2 separate regions of the Sus scrofa genome follow, and region 2 is linked to region 1. The links are chromatin contacts, called in public Hi-C maps. All regions are on one chromosome and are shown on one strand. Each heading gives the region's core, a stretch centred on a gene start, on an enhancer-like site or on the middle of the called end of the contact. The rest is flanking DNA. Distances are from core to core; before and after follow the strand shown.

Region 1 (4,975 bases), core at 1,824-4,323:
TCTTCCCTTTCACAAAAACATTTTGTTTACCTCATAAATTCATAGAGATACTCATAGGGAAAGTATCAGCTCTCCAAAAAACCAACTTCAATAAATTACATTCTGAACATCAATTTATTTAATTTCAAGACAAAGAAGTTTCCAGCTAAAATGGTTTACTTGTAAGTATTTAAAGAAACAAAAATATTTTGGCAGCTTTATATGTATCTCCTCATTGACCAGCCACCTGACTGACAGCTGTCAACTGTCTGTGGGCCAAATGTAACCCAGTAAAGATAAAAATTACATATTAGTCATCCCTGTTGATAATACCTGGTGCCAGTAAGTTTTCAAATAGGAATAACTAGACAGTAGATATAAAGAAGTAAAAGAGGAATCATTTCAACTGGGTATCATGCCTCCTTTGTCACTAACTTGTTTCCCCTTACTTTTCTTATTTATCTCCTTTCCCCCAATGCCCGTATCTCACACCTAAAAAGAGTTAATTTCCTTAAGGGAACTTCAGACATATGTAACAAGTATGTGTCCATGAAAATACTGGGTAGCCAGGTAACACTGGCCACACATATTTTTCAATCAAATCTTTTAAGCTCATGAAATTTTTGAAAGAGTCTTTGAAGCTTTCAACAACTCATTTTAAAGAAAATGAAACAAAAGCACAAAAATGAAATTTACCCAAGGTCACCAATGTGAGGATGTGGATGCAGACTTTGATCTGTATTGCAACTTCATATCCAGTGATTTTTTTTTTTTTTTCTGGTAGACTTAAACATGTAGACTGTCAAGCTATAAGTAAAAAAGAGCACACGGAATTAGTGTGAGTTACATTCCTTTGGAGAACCATTTTCAGTTACCAAATTTAATACCTTACAAGAGAGATACAATTTTACCATGGCATATTAAAATATTATTTGTAAAAAGAGCATAAATACATTAAAATATCTACGGTATAAATTCTTTTTTAGATTCTCTTTACCATTGAAACTGACTTCTAAGCTGAAAATATTTATGGTGTATATGAAGAAGAAATAAAAAGTAATCAATGGAAGCATATGTGTTTAGAAGTTGAATGCAAAAATGAAAACCTCAGGTTGAAAATTTTTTTGAAATATTATGGAATAATTAAAAATACCAAATATACCAAGGCATAAGCACAAGTATAATACCCAAGTGCAGAATATATTAAAAAGTTCATATTACTGACTCAACAGCTAGCTTGTGAGTGTATGTGTGTTCATTACTAAACCTCTCTGGACCCCAGAGTCTTCATCAGCAAGTGTTTCCTAACAGCTCAGAAATTCTATAACCCAATAATCCTGTATTAATAAAAGTATCTGGTATTTATTCAAATAATGATTAATAATATAATAAATACTTTATATTGCTATAACTTGATAATGGTGCACAACATACAGATTCAATCAAGGTCATGAAAATATATTCAAATTAATATTTAATTTTTTCTGACCCTTCAGAAAAGAAATTGTTTAGTAGATATCTACCACATTCTGAATTTAAAATAATTTATGTTAACCCTGGGCTTTGGAGCAATATTTGCCTGTGAGAATGTTCACTTTAAAATCCAGACATGCAGGGGTTCCCATCGTGGCTCAGTGGTTAACGAATCCGACTAGGAACCATGAGGTTGCAGGTTCAATCCCTGGCCTTGCTCAGTGGGTTAAGGATCCCGCGTTGCCGTGAGCTGTGGTGTAGGTCACAGACGCAGCTTGGATCTAGCGTTGCTGTGGCCGCTGGCAACGGCTCCAATTAGACCCCTAGCCTGGGAACTTCCATATGCCTGCGGGTGCGGCCCAAGAAAAGACAAAAAGACAAAAAAAAAAAAAATCCAGACATGCAAATGAATTTTTTTAAAAAAAAAGAAAGAGAGGGGAGCTTAAAACATTAATATAGGATAGGGGAGGAAATTATGGGCAGAGTTTCCCTGCAAGGAATTAGTCTAAAATCACCTCCAACAGCTCCATGATACCATTTAGCAGCTAAATTATATATCTAAATTTACAAATAAATTTCTATTACATTTAGTCCAAATCAACATTAGTCATTAATCAGCAAACCATTTAACAATATGAAATAACAGTATGCAAATCAATTGCAAGCAAAATAATCAGTAAATAATATCCATTTCTAACAACTGGGAAAGACAGAGGTGTCAAAGCAAAATATGAAAAATTACAAGACTTTCAAATAAATTCAGTCACTTCTCTGCATCTCAAAGGGGTGTTAGTGAAGGTCAATGACTTGTCCCTCATCTGCCTTTGAAGGATCATGAATGCTTTCTCCTTAGCGTTGAAGACTGACTGCTGTCCAAAGAACACCAGAGCAGAAGTAGGCAGCTTGGCTGTAGTCTCCTTTTCACTGCTTAGTAATTTTATAACTGGAAACAAGTCATGCAACCTCTGTGAGGCTCCTGAATGGATGAGACTCTTTACTGGGCTGTGTGTAAATCATAGAAAAGGAAGTTTTCGTTACCCAGTAGAAGGAGTTTCCTCTGCCGCCTTTGAAATCCCAAGAGGACTCTGGGCCATATTGGTGGGTTCCTGTCTGCAAAGGCATACCCTGCCTCTCCCTACTGCTCTAAGTAGACTATCACATCAGCATTTCGAATAATTAAAACACCAATATTAACCTATGAAATTAGAGAGCAAAACAAAATCACTTTGTAATACACTACAGACCAGCTGGCCATATTTTTCCCACTTGGGCACCCTGGTTACAAAACAAGAAAGCTCTTACCCTCAAAATGATATTACCACACATAGCTTTGAACTTTTCAGTGCTCTATAAGCCTAAGCTGACACAAAGGACTTCATGGTTATTTAATGTTTTTGGTTTTATAAAATAGGAGAAAAATTTTTAATGAAAAAAACCTTCACTACACTCACTGCTGTGAGCCAGCACGTGAATATATTTGTTCATGTCAAAGAAACACTGGAACAAGAATTGGGCACAGCAGAGAACCCCTAATGTGAGGTGTTAAAAATATCTGGATCCAAGAGAGGTTAGTGGCAGCAGCTGGGTATGGAGAGAGGTTAAAGGCTGGGAATGTGGATCACCGTGTTGCCTGGGATGCCAGTGTTGTGAAGGCCCCTCGTGACTGCTCAGCAGATAGAGGTAATTGCAAGGTCATAAGGAACACTGGTATTGACTGAAAGACTCTTTCATGAAAAGCCACATATCCTAAGTGATCAAGAACAATGCTAGTCCTGGCTGCAGGGCTCCTAGGCTCACCGCAGCCAGCAATCACTGAGTGCACGTGTTTGTGGGCCAACTGTCACTAAGGTAGAGGTTCCTGGATCCAGAGCCTATTTTACAGGCTGGGATTCTGAGATCCAAGGAGCATATTCCACCCAAGAAAAAATAAGCACTACTCCTTAGAGAAGTGAAGATGAAGAAGTGTACAGAAATTTAAGAGAATTGGGTCCCTACATTATCACTTTTCCAACTACAATGGGCAGAATACATGTGGTATGTCTTAAAATATGAACCAAGACCAGCAATGGAAAAATTCGTGCCATTCTGAACTCTCATTCTTACTGTTTGGAAAGGCATTCACTAACTTACAAGTTCCACAAAGCTTGTTGAGTTGGGAGAACAGGAATGAATAATGGAGAAAAGGTAGAGTTACAGAATTAGGACTTTGCAGATTTTGTGCTTACCCCTGCACTAAGGCAGTGGCTTGCAAACAAAACATACATAAGAAACAACAGAGAAGCTAGTTAAAATGCAGATTCCTGCAATTGTGGCTCAATGGCCCTGAGGCGAGGCCCAGGAATCTGAATCTGAGGCACTCTGATGAAGTGTTCCCTGTGCTGGATTGTTCCATCCTCACTAGAGCTTTCTCTTCTTTTAGAGGGTCAGTTCTCCTGCTCCTGCTAGTAGCAGACAACCAGCACTTAGGGATCTAAGGTCCTGAAAAATCAAAGTGAACATATGGATACATATGGATGTTCTATGTCCACTGTTATTTACTTTCTGATAAAATCATGCTTAGGTAGTTCATTTATTTTAATTAATTTTATGTGGATTGGCAAATGATAAGACTCACCCAGTACTAGTGACAAGCCAAAAATCATTGTCAAGCTCTACTTGAGTTTCAAGCACTAAATAGTATAGCTTGAAATATGAAAAATGGCTTGAATGACTCTTTGGGAAAGTCATGAAAAAGGAGCACAGACAAGTGTTTATTATGAGAAGTATGTATGCATGCACATTCACGTTTTAGAATACTTAATTAATCATCACTGACCTAAGGAGTTTAAAGGTTGCAGCTTAGGGATAATGTAAGGGAAACCACAGGCTTTTATTCTCCAGTGTGAGTCACTTTGTGGCTATAGACTTCATAAACTACAATCTCACAGCTATGTAAGGGTGAGGTGAGAATGTGTGGATGGAAGAACACAAATCCTTTGCAAATAGAAGATCAAAAAGATAAGCACACGCTTTATTCTCTGTGAGTTAATCATCATTGTAATCAAAGAGTAATTATAGTGATTAATAACAAAAATAATCATAGAAACTTTTCTATGACCATACTGTCTATAGCATACACCATTAATTGTTTAGAAATAAGCTCCTTTGTTAGTAGTATTTTATTTTGAAGTGATTCAGATAAATAGAAAAATATTATTAATGAAATCCTATGATTCTGAAACAGAAAAATGGAGCTTTCCCAAAGCAAAACTGATTGTTAATAACCTGTGTGTGTGTGTGTGTGCATGCATATGTGTTTTTATTGAGTTTACAAATGAAAATAAAAAATTTACAACTGAAGATAAAGAGATGGCACAGAAAAGATGAAGGAAAGAAAAGGAGAAAAGGAGGGAAATGGAAAAGATGCAAGCAAATGTATTGATTAGCTATTTAGCTATTTCCAAAGGGGTTAAAAAGAATATAAAAAATTATAAAATGTTTATTCTGTGCCCCACTATAAGGAGTGTTCAAAATCATTTACTTA
Region 2 (4,975 bases), core at 1,398-3,897, 710 kb before region 1:
CTTGGGCCAATTCTCCCACAGTATGTGCAGACACATTCTTAGTTGACTTGACTGCATAATAGAGATAATTATAAGCACTTACTTATCTCACAAGGGTCTACTGAAGATTAATTAGTTAATGTTGGCAGACCAAAAGTGCAATATATGTGCTAAGTATTATTATTATTACTGTGCCACTTATCTTGAAAGAATGTTGTTTCTGAAGTCATAGTGCCTATGTGCCATCTGCTCACAGCAGCCTTTACCATCTCTCTACTCAGAGACTGAATCCGGTATCTGAATAAATAGATGTGCTCAAAAAAAATATATCACACCTCCATCTGTGCTTATGGAATACGAATTCAGACATAGGCAGAAATGCAAATCAATCACAAGTGGAGAGGCTTCTCCAGTGCCCAGAGTCACATTTTGAGATGTTGCTCTAATATTCTTGCTTTTCATTTTAGAATCCGCTAACTCACGATGCGAGGCTTCTGTGAAACTCTCTCTTCTGCATCTGAAATAGGGTGTCACGTTAGAGGCCTGAACTGCCTTCTCTTTTGTTCCCAGAGAGTTGAAAGAGAAAACTTCCCTAGAACACGTTTACTGCCTATCTTTTGTAGAAATTAGCTCCATGATTTTAAGTGTTTTAGATATTAGTATAATTATTAGCAGCTAATGAGTTTTTAAAGGCTCCTACATGAAATCATGGTTTTGAAATTTCCCTCCTGCTAGAATTCTAACTAGGTTACAGACAACATGACATGATCTATGACCCATTTTTCCGAATGACTAAAGAATGAAGATACAGCTTCTTATGAATAAGCGCTCCTTCCCGAACATGACAGGGCACTGCAATTGTGAAAGCTCTGAAAATCAGAGAGATTAAAACCTTGAACTAAAATTATCCAAATGTTTCACGCATGCCACTGCAGTAATATAAATACCATTCTTTGCATTTGAAAAAGTTATTGGTATCACAATTATCATAGATATTTAATATTCTTCCACAGTAGGTGGCTCAATGGAATTATTTCTTCCTCCATCATCCTACCAGCTTTTCCTTGAGTCAGCTGCAGAAAGTAAATTTATCTTCTATTCGAAACTTGCCTCATTTGATCCATATACACAGGATAATTCCAGTAACATTTTTGTTTAGCTTTATCTATTTTTTTTTCTTTTGTATCCAGTTTGTTCACAAATTTCTCATCTAATCCACGGGAATGCTAAAACATCTTTTATGGTGCTTGTGGAATTAATCAAGTAGGAAATAAATTCCGGTTCATTAAAGCTTCTGTGACCTGTTATATGCATAACCTGATCTCATGTAGGATGCAAGTAACATTTGAATTCAATTCATCTAATCTGAATTATGCATCCATCTTATGAAATCATTAGGTTTTAGGAATATTAAGAGGAATGAAATACCATGCCTAGTCTCCACTTGGAAGATAAATCTATAACTAACTATATTGAAATGATAGGTTCCAAACTAGGCAATTTGAGTATGTTTTGAGAGAGCTCAGAAGAGGGAATGATTCATTCTCTTGAGAGTCAGGAAAGAGACTTTCAGAAGGCTTCAGATAGATGATATTCGAATTGGGCTGTAAGGAATGAAAACAGCATCGGGAGGTGGAAAAGACATTGAAGGCACACTTGTCTATTCTAACTCTATACTTCCAAGCAGACTGATACGTCCTTGAACTACACTGTCCTATCCTGTTAAAAATGAGCCCTGGACACACTTCACCTTTTAAAAAACTTTGTTCTTACTTAGACTCTTCGAGTTTACTCCCTTCTTAAATCTCAGATCCCTTGACCTAGTTTTCAGTTGCTTGTTCCTACACTTGAAAAATAGATGTCTTTCCCAATTTTGAACTTCCCCTTGGACATAGTTTTAACTATTTCCAAAAGCACAGCGTTCCAGATATCACCCACCTGATATCCCTGCAAAGTTCACATTGGACACCTAGAGGGAACTTGAATATTTTCAGGCAGAAGAAACTATAGGAAAAAGGCATGACAACAAAGGTCAGGACTTGTGTGAGGAAAAGCAAGCCTTCGGGTGGGGCCAAAGCTCTCTGTTCCCTCAGGCATCAGGACATTTGACAGAATGATGTAACCAACCCTACAATAGCAGTGATACTGTGAAATAGCACAGGTAATCCTACACTAGCAATGCTTTAGCCCATCCCTTAGAAAATGCTAATTATAGATGGAGTATGCACACACAAATAGTCTTAACTCCCTAAACAACCCTGACATCATTTCTTCTTCGAGAAGATGGTCTAATCTGTAATTTCTTGAACCAAGATTCTGCTCATTTAGTGGTCCAAGTTTCTCAGGGAATAGCTCTTTAGAACATCTAAAAAAATTAAATATTTTGTATACTTCCTGATTACTAATTTGTAATCATAGAGTGGATGTAAAAGGATTCAGTGGCTTGAATCTTGGGCATTTTAGAGCCTGGTTGCCTTTGCCAATCCATTTTGTTAGTGATACACTAATATCCCATCAGATAGGAAGTTGAGGTTGCAAGCTAGATTTGCTGATCTTTAATGGTACTTACATTATTGGATAGACCAAGAATCTGAAACCCCTGTGTCCCCTCAGGAATAAGGATATGATGGAGTGGGGCTAGCTCAGAAGGCTTGCAGCAAGATAACTTATGCAGTGCCTGCTCTGTAGACTAAAAAAGGGAGTCTGGACTCAGGGCTGTAAATTTGGCACTGTCCATGAGTTCTAAATTGACTTTAAAATGAATGAGGTAATGGAATACTCAGACAGAAGGCTCACCCATTATAGAAATACACCTCAAATTGGTCCTTCTTTTGGTAAAGGCTAAGGAGTACTTCGAGTTAAAACTTGGCAAATTATTTGCTTACCAGGTCTTGCTGGGATTTGAATTAACTGTTACAATGATAAAAATTTTCCTAGAAACTAAATAAAAAAGCCAATATAAACGTTACAGAAAGGCTTCAGAAAATTTCAGAATTAACCATTTGATCTAGTTAGCACCTCTAGTTTTGTTGGTATAGTCCATTTAAAACAGCTTTCTATGAGGGGATAAAGAGTGAAATTGAAGCAAATTACACATATGGCATGGGCCTATCTATTTATGTAATGGAAGAAGAGGCAGAAAACAGAGAGAGGAAAATTAGAAGAAAAGAGAAAGCATGAAGAAACAAATAAAATGCTCCTTTAGCAGACCAGAGACATTCTCAATCAGCTCATTAAAAACAACAACAAATTAAAGAGTATTTAAAAAGCATTCAAAACCCATCCAGCTGAATATAACCCACATGTCTCTGTGAGATTTTCACATTGGTCAGGAGTCGCTTAGTGAATTGAGACCCTATTAAGTTGCATGTGGTTTCCATTCTCTTGATTTTATAGCTTTTTAGAATTTACTTTGGATCTGTTGGGACCTCTAATCATTTTCTGGCCTGAAGATGCTATTGCAGACAATACCACAAAGATAATCTCTCTCATATAGTCATTCCGTCACACTAAAATCCTGGAATCTATTCAACATTAATGTGTCATAATTTAATCCTCACAACCATGTTATAAACTTGTTACCCATCTCTATTTTGTCACTCAGTTGAGGCTGTTAAGATTGAATAACTTGCCCAAATAAGTGGTACAACATCTTCAAACCAAGATTATCTAAATATAATTCCTACACTGTTTCCTCTAAATCACACACATGCTACTAAGTTCTTATAAGTTCATTTATATATATGTATCTTTATGCAGTTGCATTATTAGAATTTAGAAAGATTACCATGATCATTGAACATCTCTTTGCCTTTCCTTGACCTCCAGATTTATTTTTGCCTTTAGCCGGCAAATATTAAGGTGGGAAATTATGACATGAAATCTTATCAAACTTGTACTACTTCTGTCAAATTTATTGGTCACTGCCAAATAATGAAAATAGGAAGTTTATAAAGAGACTAATGCTTATTTTAACCTATAGTTTTTAATTTTTTAACTTAAAAAGTGATGTATATGTGCAAAAAATTCCAAACTGTGAAGGTTTTGTAATGTGAAAAATGATCCTTCCTCCCATCCTTGCTCTGTACTCCCAGTTTTCGAGTTAGAGTCTTTTGCGGATATTTCAAAAAATATTTACGTATACATGCAGACACAAAATATTTATTTTTAATATTTTATTTTAGTGGTATTTTCATTATCAGTTCCATGGCTTATCTTGCTATTTACAGCTGCAGAGTATTTCATTTATGGGTAGCTTGAATTTGATTTAACCCATCTATGACTGCTTGACGTTTAGAGATTTTTTTCAGACTTTTTTTCTATGATGCAAAAAACATCATTATTTCTTATTTCTTGTTTATGGATATATATATAAATGCTGGATAAATGCCTTGAAGTGGCATTAGTGACTCAAAGACTCAGTTAAGTTTATAATTAGGTATGTCTGACTCAATTTTCCTTCTGTATGTACCTATTTTCCAGTTCACTTATAATGTGTAAAATAAATTTACATGTGTTTATTATAAGTAAAAATTATCTTATATGATAAGATTTATAAAATGGTTTTTAATTCTTTGTATTGTGAGCTTTAGGGCATAATTTTTAGTACTTAAATGTATTAATATTTTCTAATGCTGCAGAAAGAGTATTTCAATATCAAACTATTTTTATTGTCATCTTTCATGCTTTTAAAGTTTTATTTTTACATTTAAATCTTGATACATCTGGAATTTATTGGGATCTACACTTAGGGAAATGTCCAGCTTTTTTTTTTTTTTGGTGGTTAGCTGGTTGTTCTAACATTGTTTATTGAGAAAGCTGTTTTTTTTCATTCATTTAAAATTCCAACTTCATCATACAAGAAATTCTCATAGGTATTTCTGTTTATTTTCTTGACTTTTCCATTTAATTGATCAATCTGCCTGTTTAGCAACTGGCACTACACACTTAGTCATATTAAAATGTATTTTACTATCTTACCAAGGTATTCTCCTTT

What was found. A called contact is a pair of places that touch in the nucleus more often than the background predicts.
Region 2: a Hi-C map of skeletal muscle shows a contact between it and region 1, with 6 times the contacts expected there. The contact joins two enhancer-like sites. A contact is called at or near these places in 2 of 5 promoter capture datasets (fetal skeletal muscle and skeletal muscle), 5 of 47 Hi-C or Micro-C datasets (embryonic fibroblasts, fetal skeletal muscle, psoas muscle and 1 more) and 1 of 2 datasets of contacts at active chromatin or transcription factors (skeletal muscle).

The regions. Positions count from the first base shown.
Region 1 is chr2:96,289,344-96,294,318 of Sscrofa11.1, reverse strand. It overlaps LOC102159394 (a long non-coding RNA gene), which reads right to left. Exons shown (of 6, transcript XR_002341810.1): 2 at 676-786. It also overlaps a transcript of MEF2C not described here. Among named protein-coding and RNA genes, the nearest start is that of MEF2C, 75 kb to the right of the region's middle. Within about 2 kb of position 3,073, at least 2 of the 83 cell types and tissues checked have an H3K27ac peak or open chromatin away from gene starts, as enhancers often do. A contact at or near this core is called in fetal skeletal muscle and skeletal muscle, where this site is marked.
Region 2 is chr2:97,000,958-97,005,932 of Sscrofa11.1, reverse strand. The region is part of intron 4 of LOC110259422 (a long non-coding RNA gene); the gene reads left to right. Among named protein-coding and RNA genes, the nearest start is that of CETN3, 590 kb to the left of the region's middle. Within about 2 kb of position 2,647, at least 5 of the 83 cell types and tissues checked have an H3K27ac peak or open chromatin away from gene starts, as enhancers often do. A contact at or near this core is called in fetal skeletal muscle and skeletal muscle, where this site is marked.